Linked DNA regions of Rattus norvegicus: region 1 is linked to region 2. The links are chromatin contacts, called in public Hi-C maps. All regions are on one chromosome and are shown on one strand. Each heading gives the region's core, a stretch centred on a gene start, on an enhancer-like site or on the middle of the called end of the contact. The rest is flanking DNA. Distances are from core to core; before and after follow the strand shown. Region 1 has its middle 9.7 kb from the start of Shcbp1l. Region 2 overlaps Nmnat2 (nicotinamide nucleotide adenylyltransferase 2).

Region 1 (4,852 bases), core at 1,497-3,996, 350 kb before region 2:
TCTTTTATCCTGCACTGGATCCCGCACCGCGGTGCCCCAACATATCTGGTAGATATCTTCATCTCAGTCAGCAAAGTGTCTCACCTGCTCTGCTCCATCCCATATCATACTGCCGATGGCTTCTCTCTGAGCCTGGCAACAATCTCTCTACCCATCTAGTTCCCAAGGCAGGTTGTCACCATGCCGGAAATATACATCCCAATTCTGTGGTGACTTAGTGTCTCCAGCTGCCACATACTCTCTTAAACTTAAATTGCCATAAACTTAAATCACCACATGAAAGAACACACAACACAGTAACCTCTGGTCCAATTGATGATAAAATTGCCCACCTAGACATAAAAGCCCTGTACACATCCATCCCTTAAGAATATTCATAACAACCTGTAAATGTGCAGAGAGGAATCTTTTTTTTTTTTTTTCGGAGCTGGGGACCGAACCCAGGGCCTTGCGTTTGCTAGGCAAGCGCTCTACCACTGAGCTAAATCCCCAACCCCGCAGAGAGGAATCTTAACATCCGCCTCCATGTTCTCTCGACTGCTCTCCCTTCTTGTCTCCTCTCGATCCAGTCTCCTCCTCCCTCTAAAACTTTTCTCCCGCCCATCCTCCCTTCTTGTCCAATGATAGGCCTCGTTCTATCTTGTACCTGCCTTCACCTGGGTAATGACATCATCCCACAGAGTTCTATCCCTGAATTCCACATAAAAGGCACTGTATTATATGCAACACACACACACACACACCCCAATAATAATAAAAAGAAGATACATAAATATGTTATAAATATGTTATGGTAACATTATTAGTATCTTAGGATTTATATTGCTGTGATAAAACACCATGACCAAAAGCAACTGTGGAGAAAAGGGTTTATTTCAGTTTAGAATTCTCAGGTCGCTGAGTGAAATCGGGACAGGAACTCAAGACAGGAACCTGGAGGCAGGAACTGAAGCAGAAGCCGTGAAGGAGTGTTTGATTAGAAGTGCTTCCAGGGGGAGAATGAAAGTTTGTTGCCAGTGTCTGCACCACTGAACAAAACATCTCCCGTCAAACATTAAATGCTTATGGAGGGGTGTGTCCCCGTAAGCCCCCCCCCCTCGTGACATGGTGATGATGGTCTCTATTGTGTGCAGGTCCTCTCTCTACTCTGCATTCAAGGTTGTGACAGCCTTGTCAGGCAGGAAGCCACTCCCAGGCTTCCTCCAGCTCTTACATTCACTCTTCCCCCATTTCATGATGTTTCCTGCACCTTGGGAAGGTGGTATGTATGTCCCACCTATGACTGGGCCTTTAATGGTCATTTATTTACTCTTATCCTCTCCCCAGACAAAGTTTCCCCATGTAGCTCTCACTGTCCTGGAACTTGCTCTGTAGACCAGACTGGCCTGGGACTCTTCCGAGTAATTGGGATTAAAGATGTGCATGTGCCACTACCCCTGGGCCAGACATTTATTCTTACACCAAGTCTTTGCAGTCACCACAGACTGCACGGTCAGAAGGTTCTCTGACCAAAGCTGACGCCAGTGCTGGTCCTTGAACACAAATGTGGTTATTCAGAAAGCCATTTGACAGGCTCTGTAACTTCTTGTTTTGGTTTGTTTTTCAAGACGGGGTTTCTCTGTGTAACAGGAGCCCTGGCTGCCTTGGACTCACTTTGTAGACCAGGCTGGCCTCAAGCTCACAGAGATCTGCCTCCCTCTACCTCCCGAGTGCTGGGATTCAAGGGGTGCACCACCATGCCCAGCTGCTCAACGTTCTTAGTGGTAAAACCTACAGAGTGAAGCATGGTAAGCACTGTGGAGAATGGCAAATCCTGGAGGATGGTGGGGAAAGCTGGATGGCAGATATCTGGGGGGAAGACTCATCCCTAAGAAGACATTTTCATAAAGATTCAGAGAATGACAACAGGAAAATCTTGGGCTTTGGTTACCGCAAATATGAGGGGATTATTTTCCATCAGCAAGTCATCTGTAGGCACAAAAAACCACGAGGACATAAGGAACATAAAGTTTAGGGGCTTTAACATTAATATATTATTTTTAATATATTATTTACATTAAATTAAGTTATTAATATACCAAATATATTAATATATTTATTTTAACCTCCGCTATATGATAAAGCTTTTTTTTGCACCAGGATCTCAGGTAACCCAGGCTATCCCCAACTCCTTATGTAGCTGAGAATGACTTTGCATTTCTGAATCTCCACCTCCGGGGTGCTGAGATAAAATGATCTCCGGGACATTTTATTTGGTGCGGGGCATGGAGCCTCCACCAATCGAGCGACTCACCAAGCCCATGATAAAGTTGCATAAGGCTTATATTTTTCAGAAGACATAACAAGTGCACCTAGAGATTCAGGTATTTTGAAGTTTTGTTTGGTGGAAACTTGCTTTTTATTGTTTTGGAGATGTTACATGACAGAATATTGGGAAACGTGTTGGGATTTATTTTTTGTTTTTTTTTTTTCGAATACAAACTTTCAAAAACCTTTCCAATTAGCAAAGGATTCCTAAATAGTCTACTTTTCCCCGTACCGGCACATCAAGTTTCTTTCTTGCCCTTAACTCTGCCCAAACTCTATAAACAGATGTTCCTGGACTGTGGGATGCTACGTGTAGCTCCTTCATCTAACCACTGGGCGGCACTGGAGAGCTTTGGGGGCTGGTGCAAGCTCCAATCCCAAAGGGCTGGGCGCAGCCTGAAGCATTCCTGCTCCTCTGACTCAGAAGGCGGTGCAAGCTCAGACTTCTAAGCGCCAGCACTTTAACCTCGGGCTGGCTGTTTTGCTGAGGCTTCAGCCTTCGACGGCGTGTGCTGACCCCTCCATACTTGTTTAGCTTCCTCTTTCAGTTCTTTCCGAGACAAATACAGGTTTTAAATCTCATTCTATATAAACTACATAAAGGGCTCGCCGTACTGTTTGAGGGCACATGACACTAGAGGCAAGAAAGGACATAAACTAAATCTCTGACTACAGCTACCCCAGAGAAAAGCTAGCGGGCCCACGCGGGTCTTCATTGTCTGCAGGTTGCTCGTATTTCTGTCTTGATGGAAAGGGTCTCTAAGGTCGCCAGGTAATAAGTCTCGCATGGAAAAGAGCAGAAATTCCTAATAACTGGGAAAACACTCAGAAAAGTGGGAGAAGCCATCGAAGGAGCAACTGACGTCAACACACTCGCACGCACGCACCCAGACACTCAAGCACGCGCACTAAATATTTGAACACATAGGCAAACATAAGAAAAGGATAGGAAAACGTTAGACGTTATTCGGCTCTAGCCTCTGCAGAGGAGCGGTTGTATCACAGAGAGCACGGCTGTGGAAAGGAACTTCGTATTTCACCATCTATAATTCTATATTGCGGAACTGCTCTAGAGTAAAACTTTTGTTCAGCTCGTTTTTGTTTTGTTTTTCATTTTGAAACACGGTCTTGCTAGATTATCCGGTTTTCCTCAAAGCCAAAATCCTCCTGCCTCACGGTCCTCCGAGGGCTGGGATCTGGGGTGCGTGCTGCCATGCCTGTCCCCCGGGGATCGTACTCTTGTTTCATCTTCTTACCCTGGTAAAAATATCAGAAAATGAATGTTCATCACTCTACGATGTGTAATTATGGCATTTAAAGACGTTTTGGAGCAGCGGGAGACAGGCTTAGTGATAAGAGCATTTTCTGACCATAGAAGATCCCTGTTCAATACCCAGCACCCACGTGGGGCCACTAGCACCCAAGTGTCTGTAACTCCAGATCCAGAGGATCTGCCCTCTTCCGGTCTCTGAGTCTGCACTGACACGGACAAACCTACACTCAGATACACACAAACACAAACACACACAGCAACACACATACATAAATTTATTTTTTTAAATCTTTAAATAAAAAGCATTGGCAGGCAGAACGCTGTATATGTGATAAATAAATATTTTTTAAAAATGAAAAAGTAAAAAGGGTTATAAATCAGGTTACAGAACCTGCCTACCTTGTTGAAAGCCCCAGGTTCATTCACACAGCACAGGGGAGGGGGGATCAAATTGTAGCACTTTGTCTCAGTGTTGAAGCCTATTGAATTGTGTGGAAAGGGAAGAGAGTCATTGCACTGGAGGAAGTGAAGTGTTTCCCGGAGGGAAAGCCTTAGATAAGTCTGCTCTGTTCCTGATGCAGAACCCTAAGCCTGGAATTCCCAGGGAAGAGGCTGCCCAAGAGGACACGATGAGACAAATGCCTTTTGACCGGGAACCAGAGAACATCAGGATGCTTGTCAGTACAGACTCAAGGTTGACTATGTGAACACAGCCCACTGTTAGCTATACTAGCTATGAGAAATGTATTTGTCTTTCTCATATTCAACCAGGAATAGTGGTAGAACCCACTTCATTGGCCGGCCGTGATAATTAAGTGACTTAAAATGTTCAAAGACCTGAGAACCGTGATTGGTCCATAGGTGTGTTCAGACGATGCAGCCTGCTTCCCAGGTCAGTTGCAAAATGGAATTCTTAACTTACCTATCCTCAGTTACATGCACAGAACCACCAAAGACTCAGGCTGTGCCACAGAGAGATCACTTCTACACCACTTCAGGTGGTAATGCAAATCAATTTATTGGACCAGAAATAGAACGAGTCTGCATTAAAATATAAGAATTTGAAAATGATATATTAGAAATGCCCCCTTTCCGTTTCTTTCTTGTTTTCTTTTTCTTTGTCTTTTCTTTCTCTTTCTTTCTTTTCTTTTCCTGTGTGTGTGTGTGTGTGTGTGTGTGTGTGTGTGTGTTATGATAAAACACCATGATCAAGACAACTTAAGGAAGAAAGAGTTTATTTTGGCTTGTGGGTCCAGAGGGATAAGAGTATAT
Region 2 (4,531 bases), core at 1,710-4,209:
ACTCTAACTTTGCACAGCCACAGAATCGCTTGCCCACGCATTTCGTAGACCGTGTCCCCGTTAAATGACGTTAAGATTGCATGACGATAGAATCCAGTTTTGGTGCAGCTCATTACTTGCGTAGGTATGTTTTGTCGTGATTACGTATGATCTGGGTAAACTGTGTTTGCAGAACAAGTTAGTTTGCTCCACAGCATGACAGTGGCATACTGCACGCATGCGTGTGTGTGTGTGTGTGTGTGTGTGTGTGTGTGTACATGTGTGAAATAAGTGGCCACACTATCTCAAAAGGCAAGAGGAGACCCCAGAGAGCACAGTCATCTGTATACAGTCCAGCAGAAAGTAACATGCTTCCAGAAATAAATTTGCAGCAAGACAGACCATTTTCAGACTAATTTGAAGCCCCGCAGAGGTCATCTCTCCAGTGAACCATCTCAGCACTTTTTTAAGATAAAGTAGACACCTTTGACCTGGCAGTCTGGGGCATTGGCCCCATGTGACCCATGTTCCATTCTTCAAATGTAAAAGTTGGCCACTATGACTTTTTGCCTTAAGAGGGTTTTAATTAGGAGAGGAAGATGGAGGACTGGGTAAATCTGGAGCGTCCGGGGCTCAGACAGATGTTCTGAAACACATTTTTACGATGCTAGATTCTTCCTTCTAGTTGACTAAAGTCAGCCTGGCAAGCCAGGTCTTCCTATCTGTAGCTCAACTTCTGGTCCTTCAGGATCCTGGTTCTGCTTGCAAAAACTCCTCACAAGAAGCTGGGCCTGGAATTCTAGCACTTAAGAACATGGCCGTGGCTCTGAAACCTAACCAGACTGACTGTATATTGAGTTGGAGAGCAGTCTACGCATGAAAACCATGACTCGGAAGTTAACAAACAATGTATGGTGCATTCCTCTAGTCCCATCCCTCGGGAGGAAGAGACGAGCGGATCTCTGTGCCTTTGAGGCCAGCCTGATCTACAGAGTGAGTTCCGGGACAGCTAGGGCTACACAGAGAAACTCTATCTCAGAAAGAAAGAAAGAAAGAAAGAAAGAAAGAAAGAAAGAAAGAAAGAAAGAAAGAAAGAAAGATGGAAAGAAGGAAAGAAGGAAAGAAGGAAAGAAGGAAAGAAGGAAAGAAGGAAAGGGAAAATAAAGAAAAGTAAAGAAAGCTAACAAACAGGACAGAAATAAAAGCTCTCGAGGAGCCAGTGTGATGTCCCTCTAGTCCCAACACTCTGAACGTTGAACTGTCATCTAGCAAACTGTGTCTTCAGAATGCCTCAGACATGAAACCTTAACTACTTCTCCCTGCGTTAGGCCAGTTCAAATCAGGTGCGTTCAGTCTTCTCTGGTCTCCTCCGACCTCCAGTATTTTTCCTAAGAAGACTGGGAAGATTGTCCCTAAGAGGTTTCACACTCAACGTCCTTAGCCTGGGTTGGCTGAGGTTGGGAGCACATCTGGCAACACCCACAGATGTTCTGGGTTGTGGCAATATGGGTAGGTCCTGACACCTACCAGGTGCAGGCCAGGGATGCTGCTGAACATCCCGTAATAAACTGGACAGCACCCAGAGTAAAGAATTACCTGTTCCAAGGGGAGCCTGGCATCAGAGGCCTGTAATCCCAGCTACTCTGGAGGCTCGGCTGGGAAGACCTCATGTTCAAGGACAACCTGAACCACTCATGGACACCCTTTTCAAAGTTTACCTTTTTGAGTAAAAGAAGGGGCTGGCAATAGCATGCATAAGGCTCTGGGTTCAGTTCTGATGACCCTCGTCCCCCCTAAAAGTCCCAGTATGTCCATAATGTCACTGATTTGGACAAGACTCCTGTGCTGAGCCCCACTGACTAGACTTTAAGTTACTCACAGCAAAATTCCAAGTTTCCATGTCCTCCATGTTGCAAGCAGGTTGTTTATATGGCCTGAGAAAGGAGAGACAGGGGATCAAGTGCGTCCCCAAGCAGTAAGTTTGAGGCACACTCCCCTCACAGAAAAGGAAGTAGCCGTTGCCTGCCAGTTTTGACTCTTTCTCAATCTCCCTGTCTCTGTGCCACATTGAAACAACCCACCTCTCTCTCTCTCTCTCTCTCTCTCTCTCTCTCTCTCTCTCTCTCTCTCTCTCTCTCCCCTCCTCCTCCTCCTCCCTCCTTCTCCCTCCCTCTCTCTTTCTCTTCCTCCCCCTCCCCCTCTCTCTTCCCCTTCCCCTCCCTTTTTCTTCTTATTTTACCTTCATTTAGTGTTTTTCTGTTTTTCTGTCTATAATCCAACCTCATCTACTTAGCTCGTTATAATACTTCTTTTATTTTCTGAGTCAGAATGCTACTGGGTTCTGGAACTGAAAATAAGGCCAATTAACATCTGCAAATTGGGGCTAGCAAGATGACTCAGTTGGTAAAAGCTCTTGCAGTCGAGCTTAAGCATCCAAGTTGCATCCCCAGGACCCACGTGGTGGAAGGAAAGAACTGACCCCCACAAGGCAAACTGTCCTCTCACCTCCACAAGCTGCCGTAGCATGTGCACGTTCCCCCTATCCCCAGGCACATGATAAATAACATAGTGATGGTATTTCAGGAAAAAAAAGATTTTTAAATTGGTATAATTCTGTTCCTTGATGGATCCAAGGTTGATGAAGCCTGGGCTGGACGCACGAGGCAAAGGTTCGGCGGTAATAGTGTTATTTCAGGTGGAAGAAGTATGGCCGCAGAGGACGGGAATCACGGGGCCAGTATTTCACACTGCCCTGGTTTTAGCACAAAGAACGCTATTGGAAAAAGTGACCAAGCCAGGAACCAGCATGACAAATGCCCCTCCTGGTAAAGGTGTTTCCTTCACAGGGAGACTGTAGCGGCTCAGGGCTAAGGTCCCTGGGCAGTCTCCCAGCTCCGCAGGAAGGACTGTAAGCCGGGGACAAGCTCCCAGGCACCCGCTCCCCACCTCCTCCGGCTTCTTCACTGTCTAACAAGGCAGAGGCTAGTCTTCCGCCCGCCCCCAATGCTTCAGAAATCCTCCTGCTCTAACGGAGGAATGGTTTCTGTGGCCAGCAGCCACAGAGACGAGAGACCACAGTACGAGAGAATGAGCTGCCTAGGCCATTGCGGGTATCCCTGACTGAGGACCAGGAGAGACCCTTTCTCCACACAAGCCCTAATTAATTAATTGGTTCTTTATGAAGAGCTGTAAGGGGATAATTATGACCACCAGCAGCGAAAGGATTTTTAAGCAGTCTTGTATTTTCTAGATCCAGAATGTTACAAAACAACCAGGCGAAAACTTACTGCTCTGGCTCCCTGCCCTAATGCTGGTAAGGGTTTTATTTTTTCTCCTGGAAGTTCAAACAGCAAGGACCTCTTTGTACTTCTCGGCGGGGGGTGGACAAAGAGGATTGTCCCCAGCCCAGCATTAGGCAAGACCTCCTCTTCCTTCTCAGTGGGATCTGCTTTAGAGCCCAGATGACTGACAGCCGTGAAATCTAGTTTTGTTCCCAGTGCCTGAGAAATGACCCTCATCTAAGGTCCCCTCCTCATGCATACACACATCTCTCCTCACTGTCTGTCAAATTTAGCCATGATTAATTTAGAAGTTTATAAACACCATGAAATAGAAAAAGCAAAAAAAAATTTTTTTTCTAAGCATATCAGTTATATAGGCTTGGGTTTTTTTTTTTCTTTTCTTTTTTTGTTTGTTTGTTTTTAGCTCGAAAACAGACTTATTAAGGAAAAAATGAGAATGAACTCTCAAGATTGGGAGGATGCAAAGGGAGAGAAACCAGTAGCTTCTTTTATTTTATTCTTTTCAGACTTGGGCAAGGGAGGCGGCCCTACAGATCAATGCACTTGCTGTTGACCCTGTAACCTGAATTGGATCCCTGAGAGCCACAGGGTGGGAGGGGAAAACTGACTCTCACAAGTTCTACACACATGTACACCGTGTGTTCATGCACACACACAATATATATGTAATGAAAGTATAAAATTAATTTTTTTCACTTACAATTGAGTTACAGAAAGCATAGAGAGTTCTCTTAGTCTGTCCCACCCCTCCCCGACTACGTCTTATTTATTTATTTATTTAGTTAGTTTGTTTGTCTGCATGCAAACATGAAGGCACAAGCATGCATGCACTCATGCACATCACTGCAATAGAGGTCAGAGGACAGAGGTCTGCCTTGTGGGAATTCTTTCTCCTTGTGTGTCTTAGGGACAGAACTCAGGGCACCAGGCTTGGCTGCAAGGCCCCTTGCCCCCTGGAGCTATCCAAGATGGTCAGCCCAGTGCTGCCCACTTGCCGACCTCTTACCACATTGATTTCACTGACTTTGCTCCCACATCTTCATGTTATACTATTTGGTAGTGAGATATTCTCTCCCTCTCTCTCTTTCTCTCTCTCTCTTAATATTAAAATGTACATTTCCTGAGGTAAGAGACATATTTCTAACAGTTTATCTAATCCCCGTTTCTCCCTAAAGCCAGGGCCAACATTTACAAGTGGCTTAAAATCTGGGTCAGCAGAACGAGGTTCTGCCAAGGCTCTCCCAGTATAA

What was found. Hi-C and Micro-C count contacts between places; a contact is called where the count stands out from the background.
Region 1: a contact with region 2 is called in a Hi-C map of Schwann cells, with 5 times the contacts expected there. The contact joins two enhancer-like sites. A contact is called at or near these places in 2 of 12 Hi-C or Micro-C datasets (the A7r5 cell line and Schwann cells).

Annotation. Positions count from the first base shown.
Region 1 is chr13:68,107,190-68,112,041 of GRCr8, reverse strand. No RefSeq gene overlaps it. Among named protein-coding and RNA genes, the nearest start is that of Shcbp1l, 9.7 kb to the left of the region's middle. Within about 2 kb of position 2,746, at least 21 of the 93 cell types and tissues checked have an H3K27ac peak or open chromatin away from gene starts, as enhancers often do. A contact at or near this core is called in Schwann cells, where this site is marked.
Region 2 is chr13:67,762,054-67,766,584 of GRCr8, reverse strand. The region is part of intron 1 of Nmnat2 (nicotinamide nucleotide adenylyltransferase 2); the gene reads right to left. Among named protein-coding and RNA genes, the nearest start is that of Nmnat2, 110 kb to the right of the region's middle. Within about 2 kb of position 2,959, at least 30 of the 93 cell types and tissues checked have an H3K27ac peak or open chromatin away from gene starts, as enhancers often do. A contact at or near this core is called in Schwann cells, where this site is marked.